Regions from separate parts of the Rattus norvegicus genome. Here region 1 is linked to region 2. Evidence: chromatin contacts called from public Hi-C data. All regions are on one chromosome and are shown on one strand. Each heading gives the region's core, a stretch centred on a gene start, on an enhancer-like site or on the middle of the called end of the contact. The rest is flanking DNA. Distances are from core to core; before and after follow the strand shown.

Region 1 (7,246 bases), core at 3,799-6,298, 240 kb before region 2:
TAAGTATAGAAATAACCTTTTGATTTTTAAATAGAAATCAGAGAGCCGAAGACAAGCAGTGAAAGTCTTCCAAGATATCCAGGCCCAACTGTGGGGTTCAGGCAGGGCATAGAGCACCGCGGGGGGCCTGTCTGACAAACCTCCAAGGGAATCCAGAGTTCTGCACAGCGAGGTCTGAACACGGGCCCCGCCGCACACAGGCACAGCCTGGGCCCAGAAGATGATTAGCAACAACCGAAGAGCACCTCAGGGGACCCTCCCACAGACAGTCTGTCACCCAGCGATTTTGCCATTCCGTTTCAAAGTTTAATTAGAGAGTCGCTTTCCAACGCTTAGATGCAATTAACCCCCCTGGAGCAGTCCTGGTGACGCCGTAGCTGACACAGGCCGCAGATGCCCACCGTGGTTCTCAGAATCACAGATTGGAAGAAATTCTCAAGCCGAGGAAGAAATGACAAAGATCTGTGTTTTTTCGGGAGAAAACTTAACTTTCCTAAAAGTCAGATGAGAAAACCTCCCATCTGAGAGGCTGGCTTTCCCCTGGAGGCCTCCTTCCTGACAAACAGCCCTCCTCCAGCGTAGCCAGCCCTTACTTTCCTAGGGAGGAAGATTCAGGACCTGCAAGCTGTGCTGGGAGGCTGGTGCTCAGTGAGCCACGCATGCGCCCCCTCCTTGCTCGGCGTGTTAGCAATCGCTCTGGTCTGTTATTAGAGAGCAGTGGCCCTTGGTTCTCCTATACACAAGTGGTGCTGCTCATGTACAAAATGGCCAAAGGCCCAAAAGAACTCAATGTTCCAGATTTTCAGAGCCGTTTGTTCATGAGAATAACCTTCTAAAGCCACACGGTGTCTTATTTTCACTTTCGGTATCTTCACGAGGTGAGCAGGAAAGAGAGAGAATGCCTGTGGAACTAACATACAAGGACGCCGAGTCCAGGGGGATGCGTCTCATGTCACACATCTCATTAGAACCACAAGAAGAGTCAAACTCCGGAGTCTAGGGTTAGGTCTCTAGCCCCACCATCTTTCCACTAAGTTTTCGTGTTTCTTTTACATATCCTACTGGAGCACCCACTGTGTGCTGCGCCTGTTTAAATGTATTTATTTTTAATCCACCTCATTCTTTAAGAATATTTTATTTTTATTTTTCGTGCATGAGTGTTTTGCCTGTGTGTATGTATACCACACATATGCCTCGGACCCAAGAAGGCATCTGATCCCCCCGGAACTGGAGTTACAGAACGTCGTGAGACACTGTGTGGGTTGCTGGGGACTGAACCCAGGTCCTCTGCAAAAGCAGCCTGTGCTCTTAACTACTGCGCCATCTCCCCAGCCCCAGCTTACATGCACTCTCATGGAGGACCCACTGTGTGTGGTACTTATTTCTACATGGTCCTAAGGAGCACCTAGTGTGTGTCGTGTTGGCTCCTGTGCATGCTTATGGGATGCCCACTGTGCAGTGGGTCCTAAGGAGCACCTAGTGTGTGTCGTGTTGGCTCCTGTGCATGCTTATGGGATGCCCACTGTGCAGTGGGTCCGAAGGAGCACCTAGTGTGTGTCGTGTTGGCTCCTGTGCATGCTTATGGGATGCCCACTGTGCAGTGGGTCCTGTGGATTCAGTCCACAAGGACAGAGAAACTATCTGCCCTGTAGGGGTTCTAAGCTTAACGGAGAAGACAGATACAAACACAGACATCAGACAGAAACCCCAGAAGCTGCAGGGTCCTACAGGAGTAGAGGAGCTGGGTGTAGGGGTGCTCGGTAGAGCATGGCTCCGGGCTAGGGGAGACCCAGGAGGTGCTAAGTGAGCAAAACTTAAGGAATATCCACTAGTACTGTCCTCAGCAAGTCTTGGCTCTGTTGCTGGTGAGTTTTTAGCATGTGCTTGTCTGAGCAGAAGAAACTTTGGAGAGCAATGACCATTCATTCCCCTGGCATAAAGACTTCCAAAAGGGCTCTCAGCCCTCACATGGAGGTCCCTGAAGAGTTGGAAGCGATGCTCATGTGGGCTCGAACCCATGGCGGGAGCTGCTGTAAACCAGGACGTGCTCAGTCACACCACAGCAGTGACATTCGGACTGCAGAGGTGGTGGCAGGGAGAGATGTGACAGCGTCACAGGCAGAGCTCAGGACAGGTTCTCAGTGAGTTGGGCCATCCGACACTGCAGTTACTACCCACATGCTGACACGTCGATTAGAGTAGATTAAAATGCAGCCTTGATTGCCAAGTGGTCCTGGACACATTTTTGAGCACTCACTAGTCATGTGTGGGTGGCTGTCACAACAGGTCCAGTGTCTTGCTGGACAGCAGGGAAGGAAGGACAAGGAGGCAGTATCAGAAGCTCTGACGTAGAAGGCGAAAGGTCATGGGACGTGAACCCCCTTGGCTTCTGGTTTCCTCAGGGTCTATGGAATTTACAGCCCTGGTATAGCCTGGTATACAGGGAGTACTCAATGCGTGCACCCAGCATTTTGGGCCAGACAATAAGCATACTCTGGGGAGTACTTACCACACACAACCCTATTCGTGACAACAGAAGCCAGTTATGACTTCTATTGGAATGAGTGATCAGGTGACAAGGGATGGGGGGGGGAGGGGTGTCTCGTTCTGATTAAAACTCCAGGCCTGAAGGGAGTTTTCCTCAACATGAAAGAACCAGTCAGTCCTGGGCTGTCAGGGTGGGTAGAGCTTGCTGCTAAGGCCGGCTGTAGCTCATCTTTGCTACTTTGTGGGTTCTTCTTTCTTCCAACCTTTCAACCCCCTAACACTGGATGGGAGAAAAGAACAGGGAAAAGGAAAAGGGGTGACATCATTAGACTACTTCCTGCTGATTAGGGGTATCAGGTTTCTTGGGACAAATATGATCTTCCCCAACGGGTTATCTAATTTCTTCTTTCTTCTCTGGGCACGCTACTTGACAAACAGTGACCAACAACGACCTATATCGACCAACCACACCTCCCAGGGCCCTGGTATTTATGTACCCTTTGAAAAGTCCCCAGGATTCCAAAGTCACACAATCACCAAAAAATATCTGCAGCTGGCAAAATCAAGCCCCTGCTAGAGCAGGAGGCAAATCACAGTCAGCTGCTGTGGACAATCTGAAGCAGCCCCATATCTCACTCCTGGGATTAAAACAAAACATATTGTTACAATATTTCTGTGTTTTCTAAAGAAACCAAAATGCCAACATTGACACTACACCTGACAGCCTGAGTTCAACCCCTGGGGCCCATATGATAGGAGAGGACTCCCACAAGTCGCCCCCTCCTCTCTCTCCCTCCTTCATCCCTCCCTCTCCCTCTCCCCCCACTTCTGTCACATACACATACACTCACTGTAGTAGTCACATACCTCACCCATAACCGGCAGAACCGTGGAGCTCTGCCCATGGGTTCAAGCACTGCCCAGCTTGTGGGAAGCATGCAGAGTTTCCCCAAACTCGTGCTCTGTTCTGGACTCCCACATCCTTGTAGGTCACTTCCGGTACTCCACAGCTCCTGTTCTTGCAGTTACTGGGCCTCCCTGCCCTTTTTCTCAGGGGCTTGCGGTTTTCAAAGGAAACCGAGAAGCCGATGCTTTTTAATTCCATCCTAAAAAAAAAAAATCAGGAGGCAGAAGGGAAATTGGAAAAGAGGAAGGAAAGAAACCATGGTTTGCACCGACTGCCAGGACGGGCGTGTACAGATGCTTTCTGTGTGCATCTGCATCCAGCGTCACCAGTGGTTCTGATCCTGCTTTCAGGCTGACCACTCCATGGCCTGCTTCTCCGGGGGTATTGGCATTCTTAAAACCATGACCCCCTGAGCAACACCAACGCAGACGGCAGCCGACTCTGTTACTTACAGCCCGCTGTTGTTGGACATTTTGAGACTTCTGTATTTCCAAGATTTCTCCATGCCCCTGTAGTTTCTTCTTTTTTAATTACATTTATTTATTAATGAATTATGTAGGGCAGGGTATGTAGGCCCCATGGCATCCTGTGGAGATCAGAGAACAACTTGCTGAAGTCGCTTTTCTCCTCTAGCTGATCAGTTATCTCACAGGCCCGTGATTAACATTTTTTGGGTCCAAAATATTTTTTTAACCTTTCATATTATTTCTTTGGGCTGGATTCCAAGAAGTGGCATTACTGATAATGTGCAAAAGGTTCGTGATAGGGATTGCCAAATTTTACTCCAGAAGGGCAGTGCTGCCTCGCCCCCACCCCCACCCCTCCTCCCACCTCCCTCCCTGCCCCCCACCCCCCACCCCCCGCGCCCCCTTGGCAGGTGTTCCCAGGCTTGTTTGATCTTCCTCAAATCCCTACAATCTTTGCGAAGTCTGGAAAGGACGACACACTCTACACTAATGTAAGAAAGACATAGGAGCCTACAGTGTGTTCCTCAGCACCGGACAGGCTGTGGGGCCCTCTAGCCTGTGACTCCTGAATTCTAACTCGTTTTAGTCGTAAAGGGTGAGAGAGGAACAGACTGAAAGGATGAAATACAAAGGAAAAGTATGCGGCAAAGAAGAAAGACGGTAGAAAACAAGCTCCCTGTGGCGGGAAGCCCAGGAGGGACCTAGAGGGTGGTGAGAGGAAAACAGGAACAGAGAGCGCTATCCCGGACACCCAAGATGGACCAACAGGAGACAAAGTCAAACCAGCCCGGAGCTGAGGGCGGGGGCAGAAGTGGGGTACGCAAAGCAGGGACCGCCTAGCGTCGCGACCTCTCCTTGACCGGGAGAAACACAAGCTACGAGCTGGGATGAAAGCCGGCGGTGGCTCGCCTGGAGCTTAGTTCTTGGACTGAGGGGGCAACAGGAGAAAGGGGCCCCAGGCTTGGAAAGAGCTGCCCAAAGCCGGCAATTAGCATCTCCCACCGCGGGGTCGCAGGGGCCGCGTGCAACTCCAGGAGTCCCCAGCGCCCGGCACACTTCGTGCACCCCGCACATCCGGTGCACTCAGCAACGGTGTGCACCCCACATCGTCTCCCACTTCCCGGGATTGCAGGCATCCCAGCTGCACCGCAGCTCATGGCGATCCCAGATACTAACGCTAGAGGGAGCGCAAGGGTTGTCGTGCCATGGGGTCCTGGAACATCCGGGAAGCCTGCCGGGTGCTGGGTTGCACTGGGGTGCAGAGATGCGGATGCGGCCAGGGTGGCTGATGGGGCCACCGTGCAGATAGTTGTCCAGTGCCTTATTTGTTGTTGCACACGAACTAAATTTTTGCAAGATTAAACAAGCCGTGTGAAACGGAAACCAGGCAAAAGGAGGCAGGGCATACTGGGGCTCCCCAACCTCCAATTCTGCTCCCCGAAACTTCTTAAGGGGAGAAATAGCCCGATCCCATCAGCACTTACTTCGTCACCTAACGCGGGGGAGGGGGGGCGCGTACACACACACACACTCCACTTTCGAGGGGCGGGGGTGGTGGGTAGGCAAACTTTAAAAGGCTTTTAAGCTAAAAAAAAAAAAGAAAGAAAAAAAAAAGGAAAACGAGGTTGCACGAGGCTGAGGTACTTGAAATGATTTTTGTGTTGCAAATTGCTATGCTTTTACCGAGGGCTGATGAAAATAAATGAAGCGCCTCTCCCTCTTTTTGCTAATAAATGAAATGAAAAAAAGCACCATTATTATGCCACCTGCTTCTAATTCCTAATTGTGGTAACTTAATTTTCGGATTGTTGTAACTGCTTGCTACCGCAGGCGCCCGAGCAAAAAGGAGAAAAAAAAAAGTATGGAAGGCCCGTTGGGTCTCTTTTGGCAGATGAGGTACAGTGCGTGCAGGTTGGGTTTTTATTTGCTTCTTGTATTGAGATTTACATATTGGGAGGAGATCACCCCGCACTCTCATCAGCAGCCCGAGGGGTGCTCAGGAGGAAGGAAGAGCGCGAGGCGCTCCTTAAGCAGCAGTGGCCGTGACGAAGTCCACATTTTCCCCACACTGAGATTGCATGCTGTTTCCTCTAAAAGGAGGAAGTGTCACTTCTATACACTGGTCCCTGGCTGCCGTCTGAGAACCTTAAAACCCCAGAGCTGAGGACTGGACTTGGTGGTGTGTTCCTCTGAATGGAGATCTACTTCCCGTGGGTGCCGCTGAGCTGAGACACGACTTTGGTTCCTGCTTGCTCCCCATACCTTGAAACCGACATAAAAATTCTCCTGTCGATAAGACACAAGCAGATCCACAACACATTTTCACTCAAGTCGAGGGTTCTGTTTTTACCACTGTAACCTAATTGCAAGTTCAAACTGAGCTTTTTATTTATTTATTTATTTTAAGTTCTGGGGGTTTGTGGCACATTGGAAATCATCTGAGGGGTACATGTTTTTGAGAGAGAAGACACTTTTTTCATACTGTTATAAAAGGGTAGATTACTTCTTTATTCCCAACACACACACACACACACACACACACACACACACACACACACACACACGGGTTTATAAGCTAAGTCCCTATCTAAGAATAATAACAGTTGAAGCCAGAAGAACCTGCCGGTGTCGTTACCTTCACCGGAAAGAGAGCAAACACCTTCTCTGGCGAAATCAATTTAAACACTGACTCGCATGGCCTCCTGGCTTCTGAGGATCTCACACTGGGGACCATTGTCCTTTGTGCCTTTAATGGAAATGGGCTGTACAATGTGGGTTGAATCGCATTAGAGTCATATTGGAAGAGAGAGATGTCTATTGTCTAGAGAAAACAGCCAGACTCGCCACCCTCCCTGAAAGTACCCTGTGAGTGTTGCAGGGACTCTGTTGATGATAAAACCTCATTCAAAGGGATGAGATCAGGAGCCAACTCGGACTAGAAGACAGCCAGTGCAGCCCTATTCTAAACAGAAGAGGTTCCCGGAGGAGGGGGACGCAGAAAGACCATCCCTGAATGGAGACAAAACGGAAGGAAAACATTTGTGAAGGAGACTTAATGGGGCCAGGCAGCAGGTGCTGTTTAAATGCCCAGAATAAGGTTGCAAGCGAATCGTCTGCGTTTGCTGGGCGCCTTCCTAGGCTGCGTGACGCGAGAATGGAGACGTGCAGAAAACACAAGCCTACATCTGCAGGCAGAGCTAGGCTGACAGGGAGAAGGTGTAGGAGACCGACCTCAAAGTCAGAAAAATATGCAAAAGTGGAAAAATCTGCGTGCCTGGGTGGCGGTGTGGGTGGCTTAATGTAACACGGAATGCAAATGCGTCTCCCGATCAGCCTAGAGTGTCTTATTTACATCTTAAGCTGTTTGTTGCTGATTTTTTTCCCT
Region 2 (7,041 bases), core at 1,803-4,302:
TTTGAGAGTGCACAAAGTTCCACATGAGCAAACATCCTATGACAAGCAATAGCCAGTCACGCTACTGAAAGACCCCCAAACTTGGGGAGACTCTCGCTCTAGTCACGGGTTGGGGTACCCCCAGGAAACACGAGTAGCCGGTCTTGATGTAATCAGCAAGAGGCAGTTTTATTTACGAGATCTCGGGCTGACACATATCCCACACAGGAGACTGAGTCAAGCCCCGAGCCTCTCTAGGCAGGGGCTTATATAGGGAAAACCAGGGGTTTTTGTGTGGATACCCATAATTGGCTAGTACAAAGGGTGTAGTTATTTTTTTTTTCTTTTCTGCACGGAATTGTGTTAACAAAGCATTCTAGCATCTTAGCAATATGGGCAAGGTGGCTTATCTCGCTCAGCAAAGGGATGACTCATATTAGGGAGTGAAGGAAGGGAAGGGGAAGAGAAGGGAGGTAGCTCCAGGGGTAGCTCCAGATGGCCAGTGTCCTTGGAGCCCTATCTCAAATTCTTTTAGGCATAGCCAGACTTTGTTCATGACTAACTTTTAGAAATTTTAACCCTTCACTACAACAGCAGGGTCAAGATACATATAGATTACCTAAGACATCCTGCAGAAACAGATAACCTAGCCATCTTGTCTGTCAGCTGGTTTTGCCCCCATGTTTGGTTCCTGAAGATTACTCCAGAAATAGTTTTTAAAATATTAACTTGCTGACCCTCATGGAAACCCCCCCAAGTTTGCTGTAACTACAATAAATACCCTGCACCCTAGACTTAAGGCTCTCACTTCTGACCCCCTGCTATGGTGAGGCAAGAGCCCTGGCTCACAGGCTTGTTGTAATAAAGACCCTTGTGTGTTTGCATCAGAATTGGCTCCTCATGGTCTTTAGGGTCCCTGGGACTTGGGTATAGCTGTGACTGTAAACTGAGAAAGGCACCAGTTCAAGACGAGAGGTGGATTATTACCAGAGACATGGGTAGGGAGTGGTGCATATGCCTTCCTCTCGGACTCAGAAGGCAGAGGTAGGCAGATCTGAGTTCTAGGCCAGTAAGGGGTATATAGTGAGACCTGCTCTCAAACCATAGAAAAGAAACAATACATTTATTGTATGATGAATTGAGGGTGAAATTTACCCATGGTCACGGGCATTCAGGAACTTTAAAAAAGTACTTGGGAGGCAGAGGCTGGTGTGGAAAGCTTTCAGGGCTGCTTGGCAGGAATTTGACATTGGGTCAGGACAAGGAAGTAGGTTAGAACAAAGAAGCAGGCCTCAGGCAAGAATCTGACTTTGGGTTAGGACGGGAAAGTAGGCTCAGGTATCTTGGTCATCCTGATAAGCCCCTAGAAACATTGATCACCCGGCTTTTTATTGACTTGCTTGTTCCTTGACTATTTGTATTTATTGTCTTGCTTGTTCCTTAACCTAGAAATGACTTTATTTGCATGTAATTAAAATGGTATAAAAGCAGATTAGGAAAAAAATAAACCTGCCTTAGCCTCAGAACTGGATGGGGTCATGCTACAGTCTTATCTAGTTGTCTTTTTCCTTTTAATCCTTGCTCCTACGCTGGAGAACCTGTTGACTGACTGAGCTGGCTTGGTCAGGCTGGTAGATCTCGGAGTTCTAGGCTAGCCTGGTCTACAGAGTGAGTTCCAGGACAGCCAGGACCACACAAGAAAGCCTATCTGGAAACAACAGATTAAAACTAACAATGCAAGAAGGGTGTGGCGTGTAAATATGAATGGCAAAGTGGTTTTCCCCTTCTTTGTGCATTTGTGTGTGTGTGTGTGTGTGTGTGTGTGTGTGTGTGTGTGTGTGTGTGTGTTGGCAGGTATACATGTGTAGGTATCTTCTGTTGTCCAAACACTTTAACAGCTGAGCCATCTCCCTAGCCCAAAAATGACAGTATTTATGCCAGTATATCATATCTGCAAATTTGCTCAGTTAAGAAGAGAGATTCTTGGGCTGGAAAAATGTCTCCATGGTTAAGAGTACTGACTGCTTTTCCAGATGTCCTGAGTTCAATTCCCAGAAAATACATGATATCTCACAACCATCTGTAATGGGATATGATGCTCTCTTCTGGTGTGTCTGAAGACAGCTACAGTGTATTCATATAAACAAGATAAATATTTTAAAAAAGAGGATGGGCTGGAGAGATGGCTCAGTGGTTAAGAGCACTGACTGCTCTTCCAGAGGTCCTGAGTTCAAATGCCAGCAACCACATGGTGGCTCACAACCATCTGTAATGGGATCTGATGCCCTCTTCTGGTGTGTCTGAAGACAGCGACAGTGAACTTACATGTAATAAATAAGTAAATCTTTCTAAAAAAGAGGAGAGAGCCTCACAGGCAGCTCCAGCATAGTGGAGGATATGCTCTTAACTTTAAAAATGGCTTCTGTGGGGAAAATATAGGCTGCAGTGAAGGAAATGAGATCCTATCCCAGTCTACTCAGCCGGGCCTGGATTTGGAGTGGATTATAAAATGGAAGAAGAGAAAAGAGAAGGTGTGGGCTCAGCACCGGAGAGGCGTAGACAGGAGGATCAGGGACTCAGAGCCATCCTGGGCTGCAGGGTGAATTCAAGCCATTTTGGGCTACGTGAGGTCCTGCTCCAGATGTCAGGAGCCGTGGTGGGAACTTGACGATGATGAAGAAGGCAGCACGCGGAGGCTCAGGGCTGTGGGCCATGCTGAGGAGTGTAGGTAACCGAGACAGGTGGGTGGTGTGTAAATATTCACCTGAGGGTGTGGACATGCAGGTGCCATGGCCTTCGAGTGCAGGCTAAAAGACAACCGTGGGTGTCAGTCCTCACCGTCCACCTTGTTAGAGAAAGGGCCTCTTTGGTTTCTGGTTAGCCAGCATCCCAGCCGACTGGTCCTCAAGCCTCCAGGGACATCCTTGTCCACACGGGAGCTCTGCGATGACAACCACTCACACTATGTGACTGACTTTAATGGGGTTCTGGGGACTCAGAGTGGGGAGCCTCTGCGAGCACCTCTGCCCACTGAGCCGTGCCCCAGCCGGGGCTGACGCCTTTTAAGCGGGCCTGTTGCACAATCTGAATTACATTTTAACAGGGTTGTTGAGGTGGACGACAAATAGGAAGGAAGGGAGAAGGTAAGGAATGGAGCCCACCACTAGGTGGCGATAGATTCTCTCCCCCTACCCCGAAGGCTTCTATTGCTAAGACAGAACAGCATGATTACAAAAAGAAACAAGTTGGGGACAAAGGGTTTGTCTTATACTTCCATATTGCTGTTCATCATCGAAGGAAGTCAGGGAAGGATTTCAAACGGCAGAAACCTGATGCAGAGGCCATGAAGGGGTGCTGCTAGCAGGCTTGTCCAGAAACATAGAACCCGGGACCATTAGCCCACCCACAGTGGGCTGGGCCCTCGTCCACCAACCACTAAGAAAATACCGTACCGCTGGATCGTACAGCGGCAACTTCTCATCCGAGGCTCCCTCTTTCCAGATGACTTTAGTTTGTGTGTCGAGTTGACGTAAGACTGGCCAGCGCACCTCCTTAATCCAATGGGACAGGTCAAGGACCTAGGTGTCACCTCTAGGAACTTATGGCTGCTTTCGAAGCTCCTCAATCGCTGCTTAGCCTTCCGTACTGAGTTTCTAAGACTCTCCCCCTCACTCACCGCCAGGCAGCTGCCCTCGCCGCCTCAGCTCCAGCAGCCTGGCTTTGATCCTTTTCTTTATAGTTCTTCCATTTCTGGCAGCTCTGAGGCTTACCGCCTGCCCGCCCCGAGGGTTTTTCTTTTAAAGTGAGACACCGTCCTAACGAGCCCCAATAGGGAGTCCCATTTCCCAGGTGTCACATGATGGCTCTGTTGGGACTCTGAGATTTCTAGGAACTCTTCTTTCTTCCCCTTTAACGTTTTGATTGGCAGCGAAGATAAACCCATCCCTCGGTGGAATCCACAGCCAGCAATAGGCATCCAGAAGTTTTCATGGTTGGGGAAGCTGACAGTTGAGCCTGGAGCTAGAAAGTTGCCTTGGATACGATTACTAGATTGGGCTGGTGGTACACTTTGGATGATGCATTAAGAACTTGGCTGGGAGGGGTTGGGGATTTAGCTCAGTGGTAGAGCGCTTGCCTAGGAAGCGCAAGGCCCTGGGTTTGGTCCCCAGCTCCGGAAAAAAAGAACAAAAAAAAAAAAAAAAAAAGAACTTGGCTGGGAAACTGGCTGATGGGTGGGTGGGTGGGTGGGTGGATGGATGGGTGGGTGGGTGGGAGTGGGCTGGGACAACCCCAGTACCAGGGATTCTTTTAGCAGAAAGACAGAAAATTAGTTTGTGAGGGAAACTGTAGCTACTCCACCATTTTGCAGACATGGCATATCCTGGACAAATTACATATCACACAATTGGCTGTTCTTTTACATCCATGTGTCCAACCCATAGCACATGGATTGCTAGATTAAGAAGAAATAAATGGGGGGCTGGGGATTTAGCTCAGTGGTAGAGCGCTTACCTAGGAAGCGCAAGGCCCTGGGTTCGGTCCCCAGCTCCGAAAAAAAAGAACCAAAAAAAAAAAAAAAAAAAAAGAAGAAGAAGAAATAAATGGGACAATGAGATAAACAAATGAATCGTGTACCCCGAAAGAATATTTGTGTTGAAACTTAGTCACTACTTATCGGAAGTTTAAACTGAGCTGACCGCTCTTGTACGCACTTTTATTTGCTAACCTTAGCAATCAAACTCACACCCAGACTGGAAAGAGAATGTTCTAGAAGCACCCATCTTTCTAGCCCAAGGTTTAGTTGCCAGGCTCCCAGACCAGGAAAACTGCTGGGTGGCTGCTGCCTGCTGTGGATGCCATCTAGGGTACAGGAGCCTAGGAGCTTCTCGGCCCTGGCTAACATGACCCGACTGCCGGATATGACTGTTCTAGCTTTACCCCATTGCCAGTCCCGGTGTCTGCAGACTACAAGGTGGACTGCAAGGTACCCTGGCCATGGATTTTCACTAAAGAAAGGGGACAGTCTCTGCCCAGCCAGCTGCATGGAAGCCTGTCATTGAAAACCAGTCAGGGCTGTCAGTTCAGTTTCTGCCTTTAGGTTCCTGGAGAGACAGAGACCAGGCTCTGCGCTGTGAACCTTTGCTACTGGTGTTTGGGGCTATTCTCCTTTAGTCCTTAAATTTCATTACATTGACAGCAGCACATGAGTGTATTTTACATTAAAACACAAAACGAGAGAAATGTCAACAAAACCCCATGAAGCAGGGACAAGGTCTCACCATGTGCGTGGGCTAGCCCAGAATTCTTAGGCTTGAAATAACCCTCTCCCTGCTGACTCCAGAGTGTGCCCAGAGCTTGTTTGCTTTAAGGCCACCTTTCACTGGCAGGGGGTGGGGGTGGAGGTATGGGGGTGGGGTTGGGGGAATAGGGTGGGGGGGCAGCAGGGCGTGGGGAGGGTGGGGAGGGCTAGTTCCTTGCCGCTGAAGAAGTGATCATTTCCTTTACTGACAGATGCTCCAGTTCCTCTCCATCTGGCATTGTACCCTTTCCTTGTTATGTAGGAAAAGATGTCAGCATTTCTGAAAATTCTGTCGGTTCCTGAACAGATGTGGCAACAACTGCGCTCACTTGGTGTGGCTTTGCTCTTGCTTGATGATGATGATGATGATGATGATTACTGGTTTCTTGAGACAGGGTCTCTGTGTAACTCTAGCTGTCCTGGAAGTTGCTGGGTAGAGCAGGGTGTCCTGGAACTCAGAGGTCTGCTGGCCTCCGGTGTGCTGGGATCAAAGATATGTGCCACCACTGCCTGGCTTGTTTATTTTAAAATGTGTTTGTCTTTAAAGAATTATTTTATGCATATGAGCACACTGTAGCTGACATACCAGAAGAGGGCATCAGATCCCACTACAGGTGGTTGTGAGCCCCACTGTGGTTGCTGGGAATTGAACTCAGGACCTCTGGAAGCGGTCAGTGCTCTTAATTGCTGAGCCATGTCTCCAGCCGGCTTATTTATTTTTAAGTGAAATCTGATGACTCTGTTAACTGGACCTTCTTCCTATGGTTGAATTGTTTTACTGATTTATTCTTTATGCAAGGGTCTCTGCTGTCCAGGCTGGAGCTGAACTCTTCCTGTACTGAGGTGGTCCGGCTGCCTCAGCTTCCGGTGTAGCTGCCTCAGCTTCCGGTGAAGCTTTCATTGCGTGCCACTGAGCCAAGGTTGCCGATGACTATTCAAATCGCTTACTGTTTTCCACCCGCCTGGAACTTGTGTGGGCTCCGGGCTAGCTAGTTATTTGTGACAACTAGAACCTGTCAGTCACCCTTGTTCTGAGAGTCTGGCTGCGTTAGCATCTTCTCTGCGTTCTTTGCTCACCCTCAGAACATAGCTAGACTTTAAAAACAAACAGGGACTAGCAAGATGGTTCAGTAAGTGTAGGTGCCTGCTGCGTAAGGACCAGAGTCCCGGATTCAACGTGGCTGGAAATGGCTAGGAAAATGCATCTTGTAATCAATAATGTATCGCTTTGGAGAGCTGAGAAGCAATGTCAATGCCGGTGTGTGGGAGATCCCGCACACCATTTGCTTTGTCTCAACGGCTAAGGAAACTTCATTTTATACTAGTCATGCATCTAATAACCATTTGTCTCAGCTTCAAGTCCCCGGAAGCCATGTTCCCAGTAACCTGGACAGAATGACACTCCCCCCCAACCCCCCAGACACAGCCATACCATCTGCTTTGTTACATTATGACTGCTTGTTTCTTCATTTGCTTCTGTGACCTGCTTATGTAGACATTCAATGGCTGTTCTGAGGTTACCATGACATCCTAATCTTGGTAGCACACAATGGCTCTTGGCTTGCTTGTGCAGATACTCAAGGTTTTCTTGTGGTTTTTGCCCTTAAAAGTCCTTCCCTCGGGGCTGGAGAGATGGCTCAGTGGTTAAGGGCACTGACTGCTCTTCCAGAGGTCCTGAGTTCAAATCCCAGCAACCACATGGTGGCTCACAACCATCTGTAATGGGGTCTGATGTCCTCTTCTTGTGTCTGAAGACAGCTACA

What was found. A called contact is a pair of places that touch in the nucleus more often than the background predicts.
Region 1: a Hi-C map of liver shows a contact between it and region 2, with 5 times the contacts expected there. The contact joins two enhancer-like sites. A contact is called at or near these places in 7 of 12 Hi-C or Micro-C datasets (the A7r5 cell line, the Rat2 cell line, Schwann cells and 4 more).

What each region holds. Positions count from the first base shown.
Region 1 is chr6:130,631,628-130,638,873 of GRCr8, reverse strand. It overlaps LOC134479472 (a long non-coding RNA gene), which reads right to left. Exons shown (of 3, transcript XR_010052832.1): 2 at 3,355-3,593; 3 at 1-2,767. Among named protein-coding and RNA genes, the nearest start is that of Vrk1, 44 kb to the left of the region's middle. Within about 2 kb of position 5,048, at least 28 of the 93 cell types and tissues checked have an H3K27ac peak or open chromatin away from gene starts, as enhancers often do. A contact at or near this core is called in liver, where this site is marked.
Region 2 is chr6:130,390,627-130,397,667 of GRCr8, reverse strand. All of the region lies in intron 4 of Ak7 (adenylate kinase 7), which reads right to left. Among named protein-coding and RNA genes, the nearest start is that of Ak7, 18 kb to the right of the region's middle. Within about 2 kb of position 3,052, at least 10 of the 93 cell types and tissues checked have an H3K27ac peak or open chromatin away from gene starts, as enhancers often do. A contact at or near this core is called in liver, where this site is marked.